2 separate regions of the Rattus norvegicus genome follow, and region 2 is linked to region 1. The links are chromatin contacts, called in public Hi-C maps. All regions are on one chromosome and are shown on one strand. Each heading gives the region's core, a stretch centred on a gene start, on an enhancer-like site or on the middle of the called end of the contact. The rest is flanking DNA. Distances are from core to core; before and after follow the strand shown. Region 1 holds the start of Rnf19al1 (ring finger protein 19A, RBR E3 ubiquitin protein ligase like 1). Region 2 holds the start of Ankrd46 (ankyrin repeat domain 46).

Evidence for each region. Hi-C and Micro-C count contacts between places; a contact is called where the count stands out from the background.
Region 2: a Hi-C map of prefrontal cortex shows a contact between it and region 1, with 1.9 times the contacts expected there. The contact joins the promoter of Ankrd46 here to the promoter of Rnf19al1 in region 1. A contact is called at or near these places in 12 of 12 Hi-C or Micro-C datasets (the A7r5 cell line, the Rat2 cell line, Schwann cells and 7 more) and 1 of 1 datasets of contacts at active chromatin or transcription factors (oligodendrocytes).

Annotation. Positions count from the first base shown.
Region 1 is chr7:69,345,146-69,352,557 of GRCr8, reverse strand. Rnf19al1 (ring finger protein 19A, RBR E3 ubiquitin protein ligase like 1) reads right to left here and starts at 4,312. Exons shown (of 5, transcript XM_039080605.2): 1 at 4,274-4,312; 2 at 1,655-3,065; 3 at 982-1,070. The coding sequence starts at 4,312. The coding sequence ends at 2,109. Rnf19a (ring finger protein 19A, RBR E3 ubiquitin protein ligase) reads left to right here and starts at 2,333. Exons shown (of 10, transcript NM_001130560.1): 1 at 2,333-2,487.
Region 2 is chr7:69,549,594-69,557,005 of GRCr8, reverse strand. It overlaps Ankrd46 (ankyrin repeat domain 46), which reads left to right and starts at 3,729. Exons shown (of 5, transcript NM_001013948.2): 1 at 3,729-3,801; 2 at 4,520-4,630.

The DNA of each region.
Region 1 (7,412 bases), core at 3,063-5,562:
CGAGAGCGAGAGAGAGAGAGAGAGAGAGAGAGAGAGCACTCGAGATGGTGGAAGGCTCTGATCACCTTTCAATGTAGTAGACACCAATATTTCTTGGAAAACACAGGTACCTGCGGGCACACAGTCTCTTCAGAGGACTTGCGCGCCAACACCAATATTTCTTGAGCCAATGTTGAACAAATTACTACGGGTAAACCAGGAAGAGTGCAGCAAAAATCTACCCGGGACCAAACAGCTTCTTTGCATTAATCCAAGGAGAAATGGTGAGTATGTAGCAGTGGTTGCTGGTCTTGAATGTAGGAGTTTAAAAGATATATGGCAGCGTAGGCATCTCAGTTTTTCCAAGTGCTCTTTGGGGGAGGCAGCCAAACTTGGAGTATTGCCCTAAAGGTAAAGGCACCCAGCACAGAGAACAGAGCAATCTTTAGAGGACATAGCAAGTGGGCCTCAGTGGCAGTCACCGAAGGCAGAAGTCTGGGGAGAACCCTGGACTGCGAGCTCGGCCCTGGCTGAGTGAGAGAGGTTTGTTTTAGATAAAGCCCCGTCTATGTCAGACTTGAGCTATATGTTTGTCTTGGGATTTCTGATGCTGCCAGGAACACTATGGCCAAAAAGCAACTTGGGGAGGAAAGGGTTTATCTGGCTTACACTCCATATCACTGCTCATCACTGAAGGAAGTTAGGACAGGAACTCAAATGGGGCAGAAACCTGGTGGCAGGAGCTGATGCAGAGGCTGTGGAGGGTGCTGCTAACTGGTTTACTCCTCATAGCTTGCTGAGCCTGCTTTCTTATAGACCCCCCAACCACCAGCCCAGTGATAGAACCATTCCCAATGGGCTGTCTCTCCATCAATCACTAGTTAAGAGAATGCCCTACAGGCTTGCCTACAGCCCAGTCTTATGGTGGTATTTTCTTAATTGAGGATCCCTTCTCTCATATGACTTTAGTTTCACATGTTAAAACTATCCAGCACAAGGTACCTCCATAGATTTAAGTGGGGATGTCCTTCAGGTATATCTCTTCCTCAGAAGATGCATATTGGACTAGTAACAGCAGACCCTTCCAATCTCTAGGAAGACAGAAAAAAATTAATTTCCCAGAATTATGACAACTAGACAGAGTCCAGGACCGTTGTTATTCTCCAAAATTCTTTACTCAAAACCCCTTACCAGCAGCCATTAACCCATCTATACTGCAAAGTTATTCTTGCACTATCCATAGGCTTAAAGTGTCCTGTAGATTATCGGGTACTGACAGCCGTTGGGTAGCATTTAAAGGTATGCACATAATGGCTCTCAACTTCCAATAAATGAAAATCCTATCCACAATTACTCCCTTTAAGATGTGTGGTCAGAGACACTTAGTACTAAACCACCTACCCTGTTTCTAATTGGGAAATTTACTGGGTTACCAAAGAGGCCAAGTGGGGTTTGAAAAGATATGGCTCCTTGGCTAGTTTCTAGTTTAGACACACTAAAATAAGGATCGAGTGATATATTTAGCTTAAGAAACAGATGGTGGATGGACATTTTGGCACCCATCACATTCATTTCTCAGTGTTCTAAGGAAATGATCTAAGTCTTCAAGAGAAATAAACTAGGAGAGGATGTGATTCGGAAAGGAAAAGAATCTGTTTATTCAACTAGTCTATACCAAGTCTTGTGTAGGTGAAAAGTTCAAAGGGTGTCCGACTGGATCAAAAGCTGGAAGAGAATGGAGCACACGGGCAAAGTAACTGACTATATCAGACATTGACAAGGGCGGAGATATTTCTTTGGGGACCGAGAGTCTGAGAGTAGCAGAACCCGGCCTCCACACTTTGGCTCTGCTCTCAGGAGGGCGCCACTCAAGCAGGTGAACAGTGAGAAACAAAGAGGTGAAAACAGGCTGCGAAAAGCCGAGACAGGGTCCTCGATTCCAGGACGCGCTCCATCTGGGGCGCGGCTCCCGCCGTCCCCTTTGGTTACCTCACGGAGACCGGGTCGGGGTTACAAGAAGGGTGTCTCCCGCCCAACGGCCCGGCGCACTCAGAGTGAGTCGCAGCCCGCGGGAGGGACGGCGGCGAGAGCGCGCAGCGCGAGGGGAACGTGCCCAAGCCAAGGAACTACTACCGCGTCCCAGAGGTAACCGCGGCCGGCCGAGGAGGTGGGGACGGGGCGGGGCGTGACGCCAAGACGCAAGGCGCGCTGGGCGGGGCCACGCCGGGTGGGGCAGGAGGGGGTGGAGGGGGCGGGGCTTGAGGGCGAGGGCGGGGGAGAATGGCAGTTGCTGTGTTGGTTCCCGGCTGCGACCGTCCGGCTGGAGTCACTGAGGGGAGTTCGGGAAAGCGGCCGCCCGCAACCGTTCCACCGGCAGCTCTCTCCCTAGCTGAGAAGGTTCCGCGGCGGTGCTGAAGAGCCGTCCTCCGTTCTTCCTCCGCGTTTTGCCTCCGCGGGATGGGCCTGCTCACCGGCCGCCCTGCGCCGCCGCCGCCCTGAGGAGCTGAGGTACGGCGGGCGCCGGAGCCGCAGGGGCCGGGCGGCTCCCCTACGGATGGGGATTCGAGGCGCCGCTCAGGCCTCTTACTTGGGCTGGGACAACGGCGCGGCCGTCTCCGGGGTGTGGATCGGGACGTGGGGGGCCGGGCCTGCGGCTCCGACCGCGTTGTGGCTGTCCGCGGCGCTGCCCCGAGCGTTCCGGGGAAGCGGAGCGGACTAGACCGGAGGGCGGCCGCCGTAGGGAGGCGGCGGGGGCGGAGCGCATTCCTGACGGGTGAAATCGGCTCTAACGGGACTCTTTCTGGGCCTCGCCGCACACTGGGCGCCGCGGACTTCGCCCCCGATGCCTGCCGCCTGGGGCCCGGGAGGGCGGCGGGGAGATGACCGCCTCCTTTGCGATCGGAGATCGCGCACACGCTCTGGCACCGGCGGGGAAAGCCGTGTGGCCTGGGGATGAACGAGTGAACGGGGGTCTTCCGGGACTCCACCTCCGGGGTGTTCCCTGCCCTCACCCGGAGTGAGGCCACCACTTTGAATTGCCAGTTTTCCCTTCGATCTGGGATTCCACTCTGCTGTTGCTCTCTTCTCTTTTTCCATTTCCATTAATGGGAAGAAGTGGTTTAGGGTTCATTAATCCTGAGACAAGGGCAGCTTAAAAGAGGGAAGAGGATGGTGAAGCCTATGTATGGGAGAAAGAAAGGTTTAATTTTTGTTCGTTGGCGCCCTTGGAGATAGAAATACACGACGGTGCTTTACTTTGTGTAGGGTTTACTGTTGAGAATGTCGCAGAATGTTGGTAATGTTAGAAAGGACGGCCTTTAAATGCCGCTGCAATTTTCAAACCTAGTGGTTGGCTAGAAAGGCAAACGGGAGGCATGAAAGCTGTCCTTCCCTTGTTTGGTGCCTTCAAAATATTTTGATCTTCCTCATTCTACTTTGGTATGTGTGTACCTGTCAGTCTAGTCTTTGATTATTTCTTATTTTAACCTGGATTTCTTGACCCTTTTCATTGTATGTAGTGTGACGATATACTTGTCTTTTTTTCCCTTTCCGGTTTTGCTGTAAACCGGTCTCTGTGCACATCCTACTGCTTCTGTTTGTAATTCTAGTCATTTCCATATTTGCCTGCTTAAGCTTATTTAACACGGAAATGTCTGTATTGAATCAAAATGTAAATAATTAGAAAATGGCGATGTCCTTACTTTCAAATGTTCTTTACTTGGTACATACAATTTTATGGACAAAAATTTGGTATTAAGTCTTGAGACTTACAAACCAAATTATGCAAAACAAAAGCAAGCCTTTAAAAAAAAATACTGTATACAGTGTAACCTTAAATTTCATGTGACCATGGAAAATTTTAATGTCATTGGAAGGTGTCTTTCTGAGGAAGAATGCATATGGCAGCTAACCTGAGTGTACTTTTTCTAATATTTTATCGATTCTCATTCTAGAACCCCATAGGGTTAATTTTTTTTAAATTGCAGGATTATTTTAGAAGTTGAAACAAGCCTGTGCCTTACTGAAATAGCTGCATGAGGCGTCTCGTCTTGGAGATGCCTCAGTCGAACATTAAAATTATAAAGAATTGTTCATTATACTGTTGCCTAGCAAATGTTAGAATTTAATTTTGAATATTTGTGGCAATGTGTTGAATTTTCTGTACCTTTTTTAATCTGGCAAAATGATAGTACCATATTATTTTCTATTTAAGTGTTTTTAACGATACTTAAGCACCAGGTAGAAAGTAAATGGTCTTGACTTGCCATGTTTGAACACTGCGTCCAAACAGTACTTTTGCTGTTGTTGTGAGTATAATGTACTCAGGAGTCATTGCCGTGCCCCCGCCCCCACCACTTTTTTTTTTTTTTTTTGGTTCTTTTTTTTCGGAGCTGGGGACCGAACCCAGGGCCTTGCCCTTCCTAGGTAAGCGCTCTACCACTGAGCTAAATCCTCAGCCCCCTTTTTTTTTTTTTTTTTTTTTTTTGGAGAAAGGGTTTCACCATGTAACTTGGTTGGTTGGTCTTGATCTTGCTATGTATACAACGCTGGCTTTGAACTCACTAGGTTCTTGCCCCTGATAGTATTAAAGGCCTATTCCCCTTTGCTAGGCTTGGAGACACCACTGTACTTTAATGGGATGTAGATGTGTGCATAATTTTAGGCAGGTGTTTGTGTGGGTGTATATGAGGCTAGTCCTGAGGATAGGGCCTTACATAAGCTAGGCAAGTATCCTACTACCTCCGCCCTCTTTGCTTGAGACAAGCTTTAAGCTTTTTACCTTTATTTTTTCTTCTTTTTTGTCTTTTGAAAAGGATCTTGTATATTTGTATGACAAGCCTTGGGTTTTCCTAAACTCTTAGATATAGCTCAGAAATCATTTAGTTTTTAGTCAGCCCATACCACCTCATAAACATATTCTCTAATCACTTGCCTCCCATCTCTTTGTTAGTATCTGCTTGTAATGTAGTTAGTTACTCTAGGATCCAGGTGGGAACATTGTTAGAAGCTAACTGAGCAATTTAGTTAGACCCCATGGCAAGCAGCAACAGTAACACCAATCATCAGTCATCACCATCATCTGGAGGGCACTGAAGGTTGAGAAATGGAGAAGACAAAATAATTGTGATCACTTGTAAACGTCCCGAGTCGAGTGCTTGGCTTGGAGTAAGCTTGTGATAAATTTGGGTACCTTTATGTCATAGTTACTCATTTATATCTTCCATACTCAGAAAACAGAAAATTTTAGAGGATTGTTCCTTGTCTTCCAGATGGTACTGTAGGTGACAGTTGTCAAATGCAGGCCAGTTCTTAATGACTAAGCTTACACTCTTTTATTGATTTTTATAGTTGAGGTTTAGCTAAAAAACAAAACAAAACAAAAGTCCTTGGGCATCCTGGGCTAACAGCCAAAGTTGAATTTCTAAAGTAATATTTGATTGCATAGAACATTGATTCCATTTGTCTGGCTAGTTCTTCAGAACAAATAGCCAGTCTTAAAAGGCTCATGCTCATATAGGGAGCACTCTGGCTAAGAGACTGCTTGACTCCTATCTGGCAAATATTAATTAGATTAGTTATGAATAACTGAATTTTCTTTACCTAGGCAGTTCTCCCCCTCCAACTAGGAATAATTTTCCTTTCTTTTTAAGTCACTGTGCCAATTCTTTGTTAAATGATGGAAGGTGCATAACGTTGAAACATAAGTGAGCGCACCTGTGCAGCTAAAGAGTGAAGGAGAATATTCATTGCCTAGCACATCTGTATTTCAGATGGTGGCAGACTTCAACCAAAAAGGCATTGAAATAATTTTAGGTGTTTAAGACTTGGAAACTTCATTGTTTCTATAGAGTTGTCATATGTCATACTTGATATATGAGAGTGGGGAAAACACATTTTAAATATGAGTGCCTTTAAAATACATATTACTATATTGCTTTCATTGTAATATCTGAAGAATTTTTTTTTGTGTGTTTTCATGTGTGTGGTTATTTTTGCCTGTATGTAAGTCTGTGTAGGACGTGTGCAGTTTCTGTGGAGTCCAGAAGGGGGCGTCAGATGTTCTTAGAACTGGAGTTACAGTAGTTATTAATTAGCCCTGTTGATTTGTTTTAGAAGATTTATTTAGAAGGGTTTTGTTGTCTGAAGGTTTCAGTAGGAGAGAATTAGTGAGCTGTTTTAGCTTAAAAGATAAGTTTGTGCATTGACTTTTGAAGCATAGTTTGGGACAGAAACTACTTTTGTTTAAGCCCAAAAGAAACTTTAGACCTGTGTCTTTACAAAGCCGAAGTTGTCTCTTGATATTCCACCCCTCTCCAGTGTCCCCTAAGAGTGAAGTAGCTCTTGTGTTGTGAGTAGCTAGCATGTTGCCACTTGGACTTCTAAAATTGAATCATAAGGAAGGAGCAAGTTAGTTAGGGAGGACCAAGAAGCCAGGGCAGGTTATTAGAAAACTGGTAATGGTGGCAGGGGGCAGAGGTAACTATATCTCCGAGCTCTAGGCCAGCGTAGTCTCCATACAGAGTTCAGGCCAGTCGAGCTACGTAATGAGATCCTTTCTCTAAAACAAAACCAAAAAAGCAAAAACAAAGCATTCTGGATAAGTATTCTGTACTAAAACTTACTGTATCACAAGGCAAGTTGTCATTACTCTGGAATTACAGACTTACATTTGATAATTTCTAAATGAAACCTTATCATTTGTAATTATTATATTACTATATTACTACATTGCAAGTTTTATATTACTATTTTTATGCATGGCCACACATGAGAATGTATAGTAGGTAATGTAAGCTCTGTGGTGGCACGGTTCTTCTCTTTCTTCATGCAAAGATCTTAGCACTTAGAGCACTTAGAATAATCTTGGTGTGGTGCACAGTGAAGTAATTTTAGTATTGAATATGTATTTGCCAAGTGAATAAAATATCTACCGTGTGAGACGTGCTCTCGGGTGCTTTTCTCTCTCCATTCTCTTCTGCCCTTCTCTTTTCTCTCCTCTCTCATTGCACATAGCCCAGGCGGGCATGTCCTGATCCTTCTCCTTCTCTTAAGTTATGGGATTATAAACTCTGATTATGTGGTGCTGGGGTTCAGACTCTGGGCCTTGTGCATGCTAGGAAAGCACTCTACCAGCTGAGCCACATTCTCAGCACAAGGCAGCTATTTATGGAATATACTGGGAGCCACAATTGTGAGTTAAGATTTTCCAGTTGAAGAAATAAAGTGAAACTAATTTTTGTAATAAATTTTATTTAGTCCACGCCCTATGTCACTCCAGTATGATTAACAGGCTGCTTTCATCCTCTCACCCCACAGTGGAGTGCGGCTCTAAGAGCATTTTGTATGGCATGTTCCTTCGTGCAGAGATTTCTTTGTCTTTTTATTGTCACCTTGGTAGGTTTCTTTTTAAAAAAACAAAAACAAAAAACCTT
Region 2 (7,412 bases), core at 2,480-4,979, 210 kb before region 1:
CCATATATTTCCTTGTGGCTTAAGTGTTTCAAAGTGCTGGGGGACAGAGATCGATCTAACCCTGGTGCCGATGAATGTGTGTTATAGTATGGTGTTCAGTGGTTTGCTGGGTCTGTGGTTCTGACTGAGAACCCAGGAACCCTGATTCACTGCTGGTGAGAGACCTGTGGGAACTTCCCTTTTCAGGAGCTCGTCTCCCTTTCCTGGTCCATATGTAGTACTACAAGAAACAAAAAAGTCTGGAGCACGGATACAGGGTCTCGACCAGGCTGCCTTAACTCACAGAGGTCTGTCTGTCTTTGCCTCCCGAGAGCTGGATTAAAGGCGAGCACTGCCAATCCTGCCTTAGGATGGACCTCTACCTTTGCAAGTCCTGAGTGTTTTTAAAAAACACCACCCCATTCTGAACACATCTCTTTCTGCACAGAGAACTGGTTCTGACTAGAGGGTTGTGTTCTTTGGATCAGGGCCCCCCCATTAGTATTTTTTAAAGTCTTCTGCATTTTCTGAGGCCAGGTAGCAAGGCTTAATCAGCACAGCCTAGACTTCTATGTCCCCCAATGAGAAGGAGACATTGAAAATCCTGCCCGGAGCAACCCTCTGTTCATTGCCTGGCTCAGATCTAACACGACATTCTCCACCCAGCCCTGGTTATGCATCTAGATCCCTGGAGCAGCAAAGACACAGCCACTAATGCTCTGCTGTAGTACAACTTTGAATCGGCTGTGAGTGGGCACAGGTGATTTTAATGTCCCTGTGGTGATTAGACTGTGCCGATAGTGTGGAGAACCGCTAAGCAAATATTCCGAATACAGCCCACTCATCCACACTCTTGTGGAAGTTCAAGGGTAAAGATGTAAGTTGGCCACACAGATGGATCCTTTGCTACTACCACAGGCTGCACACGTGGCCTTTAACTCTGAAGAATAAATATTGAGTCTCAGAATAACTGTTTATCCAAGCACATCGCTGCTGTCTTTCCTCAATGAAAAAGGCTTTATTTCATTATCTTATCCCAGTTGCGATTTTTACAGTCAGAACTTATGACCAAATGTATCTGTGGTGACAAAGACAAAGAGGGACATTTTCCTGATCAGAGTAAAGTCTAAGATAAGGCACTCGTAATAAACAAGATGGCAGCCTTTAAATGTCCACCTCCCCACAGTCCCCAGAACCTACACACATGCAACTTTGCCATGTGTCTTAGCTTCTTCTTCTTCTTCTGTTGCCGTGATAAAGTAAGGTGACAGAGAAAGCCCGTGAGATAAAAGGCTTATTTCAGCTCGTAGTTCAGGACACAGTCCATCTCTTCACAGGAGCCATGGCCATAAAAGCTTGAGGCAGCTGGTCAGAGTGTATCCACAGTCAGGAAGTGGACAGCAAGAGATGCCTGCCTCTGCTCAGTTCCCTTCTCTGTTTACACAAGCCAAGGTCACAGGCGGGGCCATGTCACCCACATAGGATGGATCGTCCTCCTTCAGTTAATGTAACCGAGGTGATGCTCTCCAGGCCCACCCAAGGCACCTCCTGGGTGACTCGAGATGTCACTCCAGGGAAAGGGGGCTCTGCAGGAGTGAGCATCCAAACAAAGATCCCAAGATGAGGAGATCATTCTGGAGGATCTAAGTGTGTCCCATGAAAGCACAGGGGTGTTGTAAAATAAGGGGGGAAAGTTAGAGAAGATGCTGGCATGAAATCCAGGGGAGAGCAAAGGCAGCACATGGAGGAATGGCTACAAGCTGAGGGACAGAGGGTGCTTTAGAAGCTGAGTAAGTTAGGGAGACTGAGTCCTGAAGACCCTCTAAAAGCAACGTAGCACTTGAAGTTTAGCTGGGTGGAAACTCTGTGGCTGCTGGCCTTCCTGGTGTATAAAATGACTACTGCAATCGCTTAAACAGTTAGATTTGTGGTGGTTTGTTACCATGGCAATATGAAACTGAGGTACAGCCCTCTCCTATACAGACCCCAGCCAAGCCTCGGGAGGGATTCTGGAAGTGTGTTCACAGGAGTTTGGGGAGTTATTCAGCCCCTGCTGATGAAGATCGCTGCCTCTCTTTCTTCAGACTTCCTCAGGAACTCTTCCTGGGGAGTCAGCACCCGGTGGGGCTCAAGTAAGCAAGAGGACAATAGGAGACTCTTTACTTTGCATTTAGGAGGATATAATCTTGTGATTTATGGTCACTCCCACTCAGTATCAGGATATCACTGAGATGTAAAAGCAGCGTCTGTGAAGATGTTCAGTCCCCACCATGTCAAGTACCCAGACATGGGGACAAGGAGTCAGAGGGCACAGGCAACTCGAAGTCCATTTCCTTAGTCTCGTCAGAGGAGGGAAAAAAAGCTGTCTTCACAGTCCTTAAATTTTCCCTGTTGAACGAAGCCATAATTCACGAAAAAGAAAAGATAAATTAGAATACAGGCATTCAATACCCTCTCAAGTTGTTTGATATACCAACCAGGGAAAGATAAATTATATGAATAGAATTACCATTTAAATTACCCAGTGCCTTGACACAGTGGATGGGCATATATGGAGATATTGACTAATTGATTAATGTATCCCCAATTTACAGAATATTTATGATCAGTCACTGTTCAAGTAAATGTTAAATAGCCTAAGATGATTGGCGGCCCTGGGGATTGCTGAGCTCACCCCGCCCTGGTATCTTAGATTCAGTGTATGTACATGTGTGTGTGCGTGAGTGCCTCTGTGTGTGGCCTGTGTCTGTGTGCACATGAGCGCATGCATGCACGAACCCAAGTGTGCAAATACTTATGTGCACTTGTTCATGGAGACCAGAGGTCAGCCTCAGGTGACATACCATAAGAGCCAACCATCTTGGTTTTTTTGAGACAGGACTCTCATTGAGGCCCAGAACTCCATGAGTAGCACAGGCTGTGCTGGCTGGCCAGGGAGACCCCCTGAAATCAGATATCTCCCACGGGCCAGAACCGCACATAGCCAGCATGCTTGGCTTTTTATTCGGATTCTGGGGATTGACCTCAGGTCTTTAAGCTTGCAATGCAAGTCCTTTACCAACTGAGCTATCTCTCCAGCCTTTTTATAATTCTTAAGTGAAGGAAATGTGAGATTTCTTCAAGTCAGGCAATAATCCTAAACACCGATTTGACATTGCGGGGGCAGGGGGGGTGCACGACGGATTTAGACTTAATTCTTGAACAGATGACCTTCTACAGGGTCATCTGGTGGGGTAGATGGTACTAGAACTCAGAGAACAGTGTTTAAAAGAAGTCACCTTGGTTGTATGACTGGAGTTGAGAGAGAGAGAGAGAGAGAGAGAGAGAGAGAGAGAGAGAGAAGCTATGTGAAAGAATGTTCCAGTACATGGGTGTATCATCATTTTCAGGTTTGATTGTACACAAGTCACGATAAGTCAAGGACTTATAAATAAGGCGTAAGCATTCAATCTGAATAATAACTCGGTAGGATCGAATATTAAAGTAGACTTGTAAGCCATGATTTGCTAACAAGTGGATTCAGATCTTCCCTGTAGCCGGAAACAAATTAATGCGCGTGGCACTTAACATATTTGTTTCTGCCTTTTAAATTTCTACTTAGTGGAGTCAATGGGACATGTATTTAGAAAAAGAGGTGAAAGTGCACGATGCTGGTAAGAGGGCGAGCCGCCGCCATGTGAGCCTCCCGCCTGCAGGGGGCGCGCCGTCACGAGGTGCAAGGCCGCTCTGCCCCGCGTGAGCTCCACCTCTGTGGCCGCCAGCGCCCCGCCCTCAGTCACTGGAGAGGAGGAGCTGCTGCCTTCATTGCTCCTTCAGGATCAGGTACCTGGGCCGGGGCTGTGGGCAGCAGCTGGACTGGAGCGAGTGACACCTGCCCTAAGGGCCGTGGAGCCCGGTGCGGGTCCGAGCGGCTTAGCCGCGGGCGATGATGGCGGGAGGGCCTAGGTCAGGCCTGGGAGATTGCACGGAGGATGCCCACGGATATTTCGGAGTCTCCTGGCAGCCCACGCCCCAGCCCTATGGCGACGTCCTTCCCAGGCCGGGATGCAGAGCATAGTTAGGAATTGTCATGTCCTTAGCTGGTCACGAGGAGTCCGCAGCCCTGGCGAGCGTGGGCACTGTGGAGGTCCGTGTGATCTGCCCAGACTGTCACACTGCCCAGGGCATTCTCGGTGAGACAAGGTTTGCACATTTTGTGCTTAGGCCTCAGGCGATCATCAACTTTCATACTTTGACACGCGTCATTAAAAAGCAGTTGGTTTCTCTCCGGAGAAGAAAACATTTATTCTTAACAGCATTCCACAGAATCTCGAATTGGCTGAGGAATGTAGTAAGTGTGTACTATTGAAGAGTAAGGGACACTGCTCACTCTTCAGAATGTGGCATGGTACTTAGGCGCTTCCCAAGGGCGCTCTCAGTGGTATGGTGGTTTTTATGTTGCAGTAGCAACTGGCTGTCTTCATGTCGGATATTGTGCCCACTAATGTGCCCTTTTAAAGTCTTTGCAACAGCCCTCACAAGTACCATCTCTGATTTGCAGATAAACTGAGGCACAGAGTCTAAATTAACCTGTCCAAGGCCAGACAGTTGGCAGAGTAAGTGGAATCAGAGACACACAAGACTTCACGCCAGCACCCTTTACCTTCCAAAGGTAGTGTTTCTTTTTTCTTTCTTTATTTTTTTTTCTTTTCTTTTTTTTTTTTTTTTTTTTTTTTTTGGAGCTGGGGACCAAACCCAGAGCCTTGCGCTCGTTAGGCAAGCGCTCTACCGCTGAGCTAAATCCCCAACCCCAAAGGTAGTGTTTCTTAAGATTTCTGCTTATTCAATCAGAGCTTTCAGGGACTAAGCCACTACCTAAAGACTATACATGGACTGACCCTGGACTCTGACCCCATAGGTAGCAATGAATATCCTAGTAAGAGCACCAGTGGAAGGGGAAGCCCTGGGTCCTGCTAAGACTGAACCCCCAGTGAACTAGTCTATGGGGGGAGGGCGGCAATGGGGGGAGGGTTGGGAGGGGAACACCCATAAGGAAGGGGAGGGGGGAGGGGGATGTTTGCCCGGAAACCGGGAAAGGGAATAACACTCGAAATGTATATAAGAAATACTCAAGTTAATAAAAAAAAATTCATAGTAGTAAATACCTAGGCAATTATTGTGCAAAATATATAGGACTCATAAATTGTACCTCTTGAAGAAAATATACAGAAATAAAGTTAGATAGTGTGGAAGTTTCTCTTCCATACAAAGTTTCTTATAATGGTGGAAAAAAAAAAAAGATTTCTGCTTATTGATAAAATTTGTAGCCTGAACTGGTTTCTCTTAGACTTATGCTATGACATTATGCCTGTGCCACTGTCGGTTTACTTTAAAGAGAAGTATGTTTGTTCATTAAGCTTTGTGGTGGTAGTAAGGTTAAATGTCCTGGGTTCTCACTGTTTCAGAATAGGTTGATTTGATGTAGAAGTGTGTCTGTGTTTGTTCGCACATCTTAGCTGTGTGTTCGTTAATTGTATTTTCACAGCAGCTCTATCGAGTGTGCGTTGCACACGCAGCATGGATAGAACTGCCACATGGTGGGTTATGAAGGACTCAGGGCACATTCTGTACAGCAAATGGAGTTGCTGACTGCATGATGAAGGAGTTTCACTGTGAGACTGGGGATGGTTGTTCCCCAATCCCAGAGACTGGGGCTTATAGAGTCTAAGTTCCTTTACTATTGCGGGGACTCCAGTCTAGCATGGTGGAGAAGGGACGGCGGCAGGGACATGAAGCAGCTAGTCGCACTGTAGCCGTGCAAGCCACTTTACCCGAGCAGAGGGCAGAGACTCAGCCCTGTGCTCCGCTCCATCTTCTCCATTTTGCCCTTGCTCCTGAAACAGTGCTGCCCACTGTGGGCCTTTCCACTCCAGCTGACCCAGTGGAGGAGCACTTCCTCGCCGAGACTCCCTTCTCAGGTGCTTCCTTGTGTCAAGCCAGCCACCACTGAGTCCCAATTTGCTTAGCTACATTAGGATTTAGCATAGAATTTAAGAGTTGCGTTGTCAAGAGCTGCCTGTGACATGGGGGCACAAGCCTTTAACACCAGTACTCAGGAGGTAGGGGCAGAGAGATCTCTGTGACTTAGAGGCTAGCCTGGTCTACATAGAGAGTTCCAGGACAGCCAGGGCTGTTACACAGAGAAATCCCGTCTTGTACTAACCACCCCCACCCCCCCAGAAAAAAAAAAAAAAGAATTGCATGGTCAGGGTTCATGCAGCAGCCCCACATCCTGTTTTTCATGGTGGGGCAATTCTAAGAACCAGGGGTGACCCAAGTCCTGATCTAATGGAGCTAACTTTCCCTTGCAGGAAGATGGCGACAATAAAATTATTTGCTTAAAAGTGGAAATAAATCCAGTTAATGGTAATGATTACTAAGAAAAAATCTAAAGCGAGGCTGTGGTAGGACATACTGGGAAAGGGACTTACAGTTTTGCAGTAAGAAATCGTGTCCGAGAGAATGTGCTGAAGTGACAGTGTGGCCATGCAGGGCCGCCCTCCAGCTGTCAGGGGAAAAGTATACAGCAATCACAGAAACCTAGAGAACACCAGCCTGTTGGAGACTAACAAGGAGCCACAGGCTTGAGCAGAGGGCAGAAGGGAGGAATGAAGCCAGAAGCCTAGTGGATGCTAGTAAGGGTCTACATAGGAAGGAGGAGGTGGACAGAGTGATTTGATCAGAAGAGCAGCAGGACCTGACTTAACGTGTTCAGGCTGACTGTAATTCCAAAGATGGGTCAGAGAGAAGGAAGTACCATAGCCCTTCACTGTTCCCGAGGATATAATCCAAGACCTCCAAGAATGTCTGGAACCTTGGATAGTACCAGGTCCTTTATATGAGGTGCTATTTCCCCTTATATGCTTGTACATGATAAAATTACTTAACAGGGGACACTGAAATTTAGCCCCAGCACGGGGAACCAGGCCTCCATTACCTGAGCCTTTGGGGGACACTTCCTATCCAGACCATAGTAGGTATGGCTAAAGGCATTGAGACTGCGTGACTAAGGAACTGAACGTTGATGTGACTGAGAGAGAACATTAAAGGACATAAGGAGAAACTGGAATAGTTGAGGGAAAGGGGTAAGAGTGGAGTGCAGGGAGAAAGGGACTGGCTGTGTTACCCGCTCACTGGATGAGCCCCACGATGGACGTGAGAGTGGCAGGTGACAAGATGGTCGTAAGAACAAGGTCGGGTGCTTGCCATAGAACAGAGGCAGGTAAGGCTTTGAGGCGTCACAGCCCTGCTTGAATGGAGTGGAGTGCAAACAGACACAAACAGCAACGTGTTACATGCAAGAGCTGCTTCGCCTGCCGTAGTTGAAACCATGTTTGTTTACATTGTAAAGTGATATACCTGGCTGCAGTAACTGCACTCTGCAGCTCTCAGCA